Regions from separate parts of the Cricetulus griseus genome. Here region 2 is linked to region 1. Evidence: chromatin contacts called from public Hi-C data. All regions are on one chromosome and are shown on one strand. The core of a region is the stretch at or near the end of the contact, and the rest is flanking DNA. Distances in the headings are between cores, read along the strand shown. Region 1 has its middle 53 kb from the start of St3gal6. Region 2 overlaps St3gal6 (type 2 lactosamine alpha-2,3-sialyltransferase).

Region 1 (4,313 bases), core at 256-2,755:
TGGCAGCACACGCCTTTAATCCCAGCACTTGGCTGGCATGTGAAAATCAGATCATGGCTGTTACAGGGATAGTGTGAATTTGCTGTTGTGGTTTTTACTATTGGGTATTGTATTTATGGTGACTTATGGATTTATGTTTCAATATATTGGAAAACTTTCCATCTTATCTGACAAATCTCTCCCATGTTACAAGCCTTGATTAAAGGAAGTTTTTATAATCTAAAAAAAAAAAAGAAAAAAAAAAGAATGAGACCTATCTCCAGTGAAAACTGCTGTAACTGAAGGGTGGAGGTGCAATAGGAGAGAAAGACAGTTGATGTAGAAAATTTGGGGGTGAGGGGACCCCCTGGGGAGGGGATACACTCAGGAAAATAGCACCTTTAAAGCAAAGTCATGTTTGAGTATACATTGGGAATGGTATCTGTTGGTGAAACTGGTTTTTCTGTGAACACAGTCTGAAATTGAGGTGAGGCTTGCACCAGAAGTGGCATATTAGTGCTGACAATTTGAAATTTGGAAAAGCCACTGCCTCTTGTACAGCCCCTCATTCTAAGTGAGAAAACTCCCAACTCATTTCAATATGATTAACAAAATAATTGCATAATTAGGGCACCCAAAGAAAGATACAGTAAAGAAAAATAGGCTTAAAAGAATACTAAACTAGCCGAGCAGTGGTGGCAGCACACGCCTTTAATCCCAGCACTTGGCTGGCAGAGACAGGCAAATCTCTGTGAATTCGAGGTCAGCCTGGTCTACAGAGTGAGTTCCAGGACAGGCTCCAAAGCAATACAGAGAAACCCTGTCTTGAAAAACAAAAACAAACAAACAAACAAAAAACAAAGAATACTAAGCTAAAAAAACAAAACAAAACAAAAAACCATATAAACAAAATATAAACTTCCCTGCCAGCGAACACACACTTAAATATTTTTCTGAAGCAGAGGATGGGTGTAACATAATATTCCAACATGAATAAGAGATAAATAAGTTAATGATATAATTGAAAGTAGGAAGGAACATAATGAAAATATAAATAGGACCTCAGGAAACACAGCCAAAACCCACTAGGATGGCCAATTAAAGGGAGACAATGGTCTAGAAAAACACAATGTGAAATGGTTGCTTGTGAAAGTTATGGGAGAGATGGAGGAAACAATCATTTCACAAGCAAAAATTAAATTATCAGGTACACAGGGAAAATGGGAAGCTTCAGGAAGCTCAGTGAGACAGATTTTATTCTCATGGAAAAAGTGAAGAAAATGAGAGAAGCAAAAATACTTGTAAAACAGAATAAGTGAAAGTTTAAATTGAAGGGGAAAAGACCCCGACGTATGAATAATGGTAGATGCATAAGACGATGTTGAACAATCCATCCAAAATCTGAGTAAACTGTCCTAGACTGATCAGCATTGAGACTAGTATCCGGAGCCAGGAGCTGTGTCTATTCACACACAAGCTAGACCTATTAATAATAAGCTAAGTCATCTTGCTTACTCTAGTCACTAGGCAGCCAGCAAGAACACTATGTCATTCTGTGGGAAAGAAAAGCCAAGTTGGCATAGCCAGAGTCAACACCAGAAACAGACACCATCTATTCCACATTGAAGGGAGCTTGAGCCAAAGATTTTAAGTCCATCTAAAATGTCCTTCAAGTGTCAAGGTTGCAGGCTTGTGTGTTCTCACGTTCAGAGACTCAGAAGATTATTATTCATATGAGGGCTTACTGAAGCATGTCCCAGAAAACCAAAAGACCAGGGGATCAGCCAGCGAACTGGGGTGAACCCTGAGCATCTTCAACAATAGATCCAGAACTAAAACAGAGTTGACATAAAGGGTACAAAGTAAAATGCAGTCCTGACAATCGCATTTATCTAACTCTCACTATAGCGTCTTGTTTATTAAAATTATAGTTATGATATTTTTATTCAAGTGACTGATTTTATGATTGTAATTTTGCATGACACCCACAGAATACCCTTTGTGCAGACAGCAGCAGCTGAATTCTACCCTGAGCAGCAGTGACTTAGCTTGGAGCTTCAAATACCTCCCTCCCTTCCCTTCCTTTAGATCATTTTCCCCATAGTAGCATTACTAACTTGCCATCTTATGTCCTCTCGGGTGAGTGAGTATGTTGGAACTTTCACATTCAGTCCAGTCCTCAGAATGGAGTGGCATTTGAGAGAGGAGCTGTAAGGAAGGGGATTGGACAATCCAGCCTCGCTGGAGTCCTGGTAAAAACGGGAAATTTAGATGCCATGAGAAACACCAGAATCGTGTGCACACAGAGAAGTAGGACATCAGACATGCACGCCAAGGAGAGTCGCGTCAGGAGAAATCCTGCCTGCACCCTGATCTTGGACTTCCAGGCTCCACAACTATAGGAAAACACCTTTCTGTTGTTTAAGTCACCCAGTCCGTGCTACTTTGTAACGACAACTCAGAAGATACAAACAGAACATAGCGGCTAAAGAGATGGCTCAGAGGTTAAGAGCAGCGGCTGTTCTTCCAGAGGTTGCTGAGTTCAATTCCCAGCAACCACATGGTGGCTCACAACCATTTCTAATGGAATCTAATGCCCTCTTCTGGCATAAAGCCGTACTTGCTGTTAAATAAATAAATAAATAAATCTTTATTAGATACAGGATATTCTGCTTACTGAATGCTCTTGTATTTAGTGCTGTTGCATAGCTAGCAAACAGAAAGCAACATGATAAAATGTGCCTGTGTATTGGTCTCCATGCTATTATAAAGCTACAGGTTATAGCCAAAGTAAAACATTATTCTTAGTGAAGGGGTAAGGAGAGACATGAATGAACGGCAGAGGGAACGGAGCTAGAGTAGATGACGATTAACTACAATGAATCCACAAGCTGTGGGTGTGGATTGGGTTTGTTTTCTCTGATGGCTAAAGAATTAAAAGAAAAAGAATCTCAGCACAAGAGGTATCAGTAGGAAAAAAAAAAATCTCAGACGTAGCAGGCAGAGTCAACTGGTAAAGCAAAGCTTCAGTAAAGGTGAAAAAGGCCTACACATAGCAAGACACACAGAACTAAAGCAATGGGAGAGAGAGGAAGCCCAAGTCTGTTTTCTCCCTGAGGGCTAGAGCTTGGAAGTGTCTTCTGTTGGTTGGAATGGGGGAGGGGGGATTTGGGGGTTGAACTCAGGACCTCTGGAAGATCAGCCAGTCTGGATGGGTGGCTAGGTGGCTCACTCCTTGATCTTCTCCTCTCAGATTGCTCCTCCTATTAATTCTCTCTGCCTGCCAGTCCCACTTATCCTGTCTTTTGTCCAGCTATTTGCTGTTCAGCTCTTTATTAGACCAACCAGGTGTTTTAGACAGGCAAAGTAACACAGCTTCACCTAGTTAACCAAATGCAACATGAAAGAATGCAACACATCTTTGCATCACTAAACAAATGTTCCACAGCATAAATAAATGTAACACATGTTAATATTCAGCAACAGGTTTGCATGATCATATCTGTTTGTCTTTTTTTTACTTTTAAAATCACAAATAATTGTTAATTACCAAATGACTTTTAAATCTGACCTCCAAAATTTCATAATGCTGTATAACAATTACACTCTTACTGAAAATATCATTCCTGATTTTTATTTTGTCTATCAGTATGGACTGGATTTCATCTGCTACTACAATTCCTTTTATGTTTAATTTTGTATCATAAATCTGACTTAAAATACTTTTGTATTTGGGAGGTTTTGTCAATAATATATAGTAGTTTTATACTTACAAAAGAATGAAAACAAGAAATAAAAAAGAAAGGACATGACAGCCCCTAGGTATGGTGGAGGAGAAAGTTTACTGTAAATATGTGGGAAAGCATAGTCAGAGGAGGCAGGGACATCTGTGAAAGTCCAGAGTGGACATGACCAGACTGAGCTGGGCAATGTGAGGAGATGGGGAGGGGAAGGGCCGTGGGAGAGAGGGAAACCAGGTGCAGCAGCCAGGAAGCCAAAGGCCCTTAAGGAGCAGTAACCAAAATGTCTGGATTATACAGGGAAGAGCCTGGGGCAGGAGGGGGCGGAGGTCAGACTTACCCCCAGGCTGGAGAGTTCAGGGTAGAGGGCAGGATGTGTGAGGTACATATAACCTGTAATAGGTACGGACTGGTGGATGTTGGGAGAACCTGGAGGCCAAGTCTAGCTTTGATATGTTAAATAGATACCTTAGCTGTTTGTCCAGGATTTGAAACTTAACAATACAATATAGTAGTTCTGTTCACTTATAGTTACCCAGTCTTAAAATTCATGTTAATGTATTTTTATGTTAGGACCCTTTAAACTATTGTTGA
Region 2 (4,278 bases), core at 1,452-3,951, 95 kb before region 1:
GTCTCGTAAGCTCCAGCTCTGAAGTTGATTACTGAAAGAGGTAACTTGGCTCAGTCCCACACTGGGCTAGTCCCCTAATGCTGCAATTGTGTTCCTAGAGTGTACCTCCTTATAGGAGTAGGTTGTATGTGGCATCGTGACCTAAGGATTAAAGACAGCCACCATCTGTTATGCTATCTCACTGATTACCCCTCTCAAAGTGGGAGTCCTAGACCTCCCACAGACCTTACGAACACTGTCAGCCAAGAGACCAAAGGATACAGGGTTCAGCAGATCTCCTCTACAGAGTCCTCTACAACTCACTCGATGATAGTGGGAATTCCATTTTCTGTTTTCTTCTTTGTGGGCTTTATTGGGGATAGGGAAAGAGGGGGCCTTTACTGGAGGAAAAGCCCTCCAGGCCTTCCAGGGGAACCCTTGTCACTGAGATTCCATCTTTCCTCAGAAGAAAGGATACCACAAAGAGGGATACACTTCTCTGAAGCTCACATAGGCTACAGGGGAGTGGGGGCGGTGCTAACATGGCCCTCTCCCAGTAGCATCTTACCATAGGTCCACTGCAGTTCTGGCAGGTACAGAATGGTACAAACTGAATCATTTATCCCAGAATCCATTTCTCCCAAACAGATTCTCATGTTCTATGAAAGAACTGATGCTTTCCACTCTTCATGATACACCTGACTTTGGACCCTGGCTGCCCTGGCACCTTAGATATCAGGAATGATTCCCAGAATCCCCTGGTGACTGTGTAACTTCGTCGTGTTTACTTTTTATTTGTTTGTTTGTTTTTTGAGACCGGGTTTCTCTATGTAGCCTTGGCTGTCCTGGAACTTCTTCTGTTAACCAGGACGGCCCGGAACCCATAGAAATCTGTCTGCCTTTGCCTCTGGAGTGCTGGGATTAGAGAAGTGCACCACCACCAGCACCACCGGGCTCATCATGTTTACTTAACAGGTTCTTCATATACAAATAGCCACGGTGAATTTTTTTGAGTGCCCAGAAGAAAGAATTGTGTCATTTTTTCTTGCCTGTCACTCCAACTAAACCACTTACCCCATTCATAGGTGTTTTTGGTTTGGTTGGGTTCTCACCTTACGTGTGTGTGTGTGTGTGTGTGTGTGTGTGTGTGTGTGTGTGTGTAAGTTATTTTCCTAAAGTGTCTGGAGAAGAGGATTTCTATTACTCTCCCCTGGGGAAAAAAAGTAAGGAAATGCAAAGCTCCCCTCCCCCCAAAAGTCTTATCCACAAATCAGATAACTGCAGAGTGTCTGAACTTGTTAAAGAAAAACCTGAACAGCTGCTGAGGAAGTAGGGCAAAGATTCACTCCCCCCAGGGGAAAGGCAAGTTTCTCCTCAGATCAGGCAAAACCAAGAGTCACTGCTGTATAGGGCCACAACCCCTGGCAGAGTCGCTGCCGCACACAATACACAGAATGCAAACTGTAGCTGCTGTTACAAACCACCAGAGATGGGCATTCATTATTGTGCTTTTAAATGTTCTCTTTCTACCTTGGCCACATGCCGAACATCAAATCATGTCACTCTATCTTCAGTGTAAGAATCTAGGCAGATACTACTGGCCATGCTCTCAATAACCAGAAACTTGTTTTTGTAAGCCTACAATGGAGAGCTCATTATCCCTGACACTGATTGGTCTAGAGGCAGCCACGTGACTCATCCCATGTGATCAGTCAGATAGGAGGGTAGCCTGTCAGATGTTTTCAGAAAAGATTCTGCCCCTGGAAAGTGAATGGTAGGAGTAAAACATTATTTTTGATCTGCCTCTTCCTTTCAGCTTAGACACTGACAGTGGGGGACATAAGGTATCCCGAAAGAGAAAAGAACCAGAGAGAGTCCTCCGTAACACCATTGAGCCACTATTCAACCCAACCAGAGACACACCGTAAAGAGGCTGAGACTGTACAGTCTCAATTCAGGAAGCTTCAGTCAACTTGGGTGCAAATTAGCACTCCCTGGGGTTATACACTTTACACTCAGTGAAGCCATGGGCTGGTACCCTACCAAAACTACATACCTGCAGATCTAAAACCACACATGAGCGATAAGACGTGTTCAGTCAGCAATCTATAGTCCTTGCAGCCAAACCCTAAAATAACACGTAATCAGGGATGGAAACTGGGTTCTGGACTCATGTTCCCTTAGTGCCTCTAGGAACTAGGCTTGGCCATCTGACTCTCTCATCTCAGTTTATGTGAAGTACAGAAACTAGTTATGTCTTCTGACCTTCCATGTTGTGGGGTTTTTTTGTTGTTGTTTTGTTTTGTTTCTGGACAGGGGCTCTTTGCTCCGGCCTGGGGAGCCCCAGCTCTTGTATCTTTTCTCAGCATCTGTGCAGAGATGACAGAAAACAGGTAGTGGTTGCCCAATGCTTCTCCCACAAATGACCCATCTGTTGGTCACAGCTTCCTCTGCCCTCAGCCCCCTCCACCCCTCCACAAGCATTGAGGTAAACAACCTTTCACTCAGCAAGATGTTGGAGTATGGACAGGATGCAGCCCTTCACTGTGCTTACAGTGCCCCTAACAAGCTTCTGTTCTTTATAACTCTCCTCACAGGCTCCTGCTCAGCCTCTCCATGGTAACCAATCCAAGTGAGTTCTGTTGAGCTGACACAATGGGTTCTACTTCAGTGAGCAGCTAGGCAGTTTTTACAACCCATCACCCATTAGTTGCCAACCAACTTAACACAGGTGTTTCCCTTAGTAAGCTATTAATATGTAGTTACTATGTAACTACCTAGGCTGCTGGACTGAGCATTCTCCATCTGGTGGGTGGGGGCGGGGAGCTAATTGGTACATTTGAAATGAGAGCTGCAGTTCTGTATGCCAAGGATTTTGTGGCTTCTGGGGAGGGATAAAATTCCATACAAGAGATTGCAATATCCCTGGGGCTGGGACCAGGCTAGAGCAAGGAAATCATAAACTTAGATAGAATATGACCTTGTTCTAAGTGTTCCTTGCAATTTCCTTGTAAATGTCCATCTTAGGCAAAGCTCACTGGACATGGAAACGATGCTCCCTGGGCTTAGGTGGAGAGAAAAACCTATATCTTTGAGAAAGGACGGGAGCAGCACAGAGAAGCATGGCTGGGCTATTTATTTAACCCAGTTGACTTCAGAATTCCTCCATGGCACAGAAACACTTGGGGACCAAAGAGATGACAGAAAACTTCTGTCACCATGCTTCCTTCTACCCTTAAAACAGGACATACATTTTTTATTACATTTTGTTTACTTAGTTTGAGAGAGAGCACTCAGTTCTGTCTTCTCGATAGGTGGGTATTGGAGGTTGAACTCAGGGTTGGAGGCTCGGCAGCCATCTTACCAGATGGACACTCCAGGACCTAGACAACAGGCCAACATCACTCATCATCTTTCTAGCCAGGCATGGCCAGTGCATGAGTTTACCCTGTGGGCTGTCACCAATGATTGCCAGTGCCTGTTTAATGATCAGTTCTGAGGGAGGGAGAAGGAAAAGCCAGCCTGAGAAGCTTCAGCTCATGAGACTTGCCATAGTCATGACATTAGTCATGACATAACTAATGACTCCGTGGCAGGCGGCAAGCTTCCAGCTGAGACTGTTAATTTGGAGCTGGCAAGAGATACAGCTCTCCCATTTTGGCACCCCTGACTCTAGAGCTCATCACTACGTACAATGAAGAATTGTGTATGGTTTCTTGAGAGGTCCATAAGGAAGAAGGCAAGCCTCAAGGGGTGGTACACACCCTTCTCCCATTCCTCCTCTCTTCTGGCAGGAATGAAGGTATGATGGGATATTGGATCCTAAGGAAACAGTCATGTACTGAGGAAACAGTCCTGGGCCCTGATGATCAAAGAATTGCTGGGGGAACTTTGCAGCCTTCATGCATGTAACCAAAAAAAAAAAAAAAAATGAGAAAGAAAGACAAAAGTACTCAACCTATAAATATAACTGAGGAATTTCCCCCTTCACAGAGGAATCTACCAAAGCACCAGGCACTCTTGACAGAGCTATAGGAGCCAAACTAACGGAGTCTTAAAAAGTGTTTATACTTGAAAGAGCAAGAAAAGTGCTATTCTTTTCTGGAAATGAGAAAAAGGACAGAGAGAAGATAAAATGAAGGGGAAGGGTTCAAGTGGTTAAATTAGCCATAGCCTGATGGGGAAGGGGAGCATTTGTAGCAATGAAGATGAAACAGTGGGGACAGCCAGACCAAGTCAGTAAGAAAAGAGGAACCGGCTGAAGACCTCTCTTTGCCTGAGATATCCTACGAATGCAGC

What was found. Hi-C and Micro-C count contacts between places; a contact is called where the count stands out from the background.
Region 2: a contact with region 1 is called in a Hi-C map of the CHK-Q cell line, with 2.4 times the contacts expected there. The contact joins two enhancer-like sites. A contact is called at or near these places in 2 of 8 Hi-C or Micro-C datasets (the CHK-Q cell line and the CHO-K1 cell line).

The regions. Positions count from the first base shown.
Region 1 is chr4:33,786,518-33,790,830 of CriGri-PICRH-1.0, reverse strand. It overlaps the pseudogene LOC107977899. Among named protein-coding and RNA genes, the nearest start is that of St3gal6, 53 kb to the left of the region's middle. Within about 2 kb of position 1,505, at least 1 of the 6 cell types and tissues checked has open chromatin away from gene starts, as enhancers often do.
Region 2 is chr4:33,882,609-33,886,886 of CriGri-PICRH-1.0, reverse strand. The region is part of intron 6 of St3gal6 (type 2 lactosamine alpha-2,3-sialyltransferase); the gene reads right to left. Among named protein-coding and RNA genes, the nearest start is that of St3gal6, 43 kb to the right of the region's middle. Within about 2 kb of position 2,701, at least 3 of the 6 cell types and tissues checked have open chromatin away from gene starts, as enhancers often do.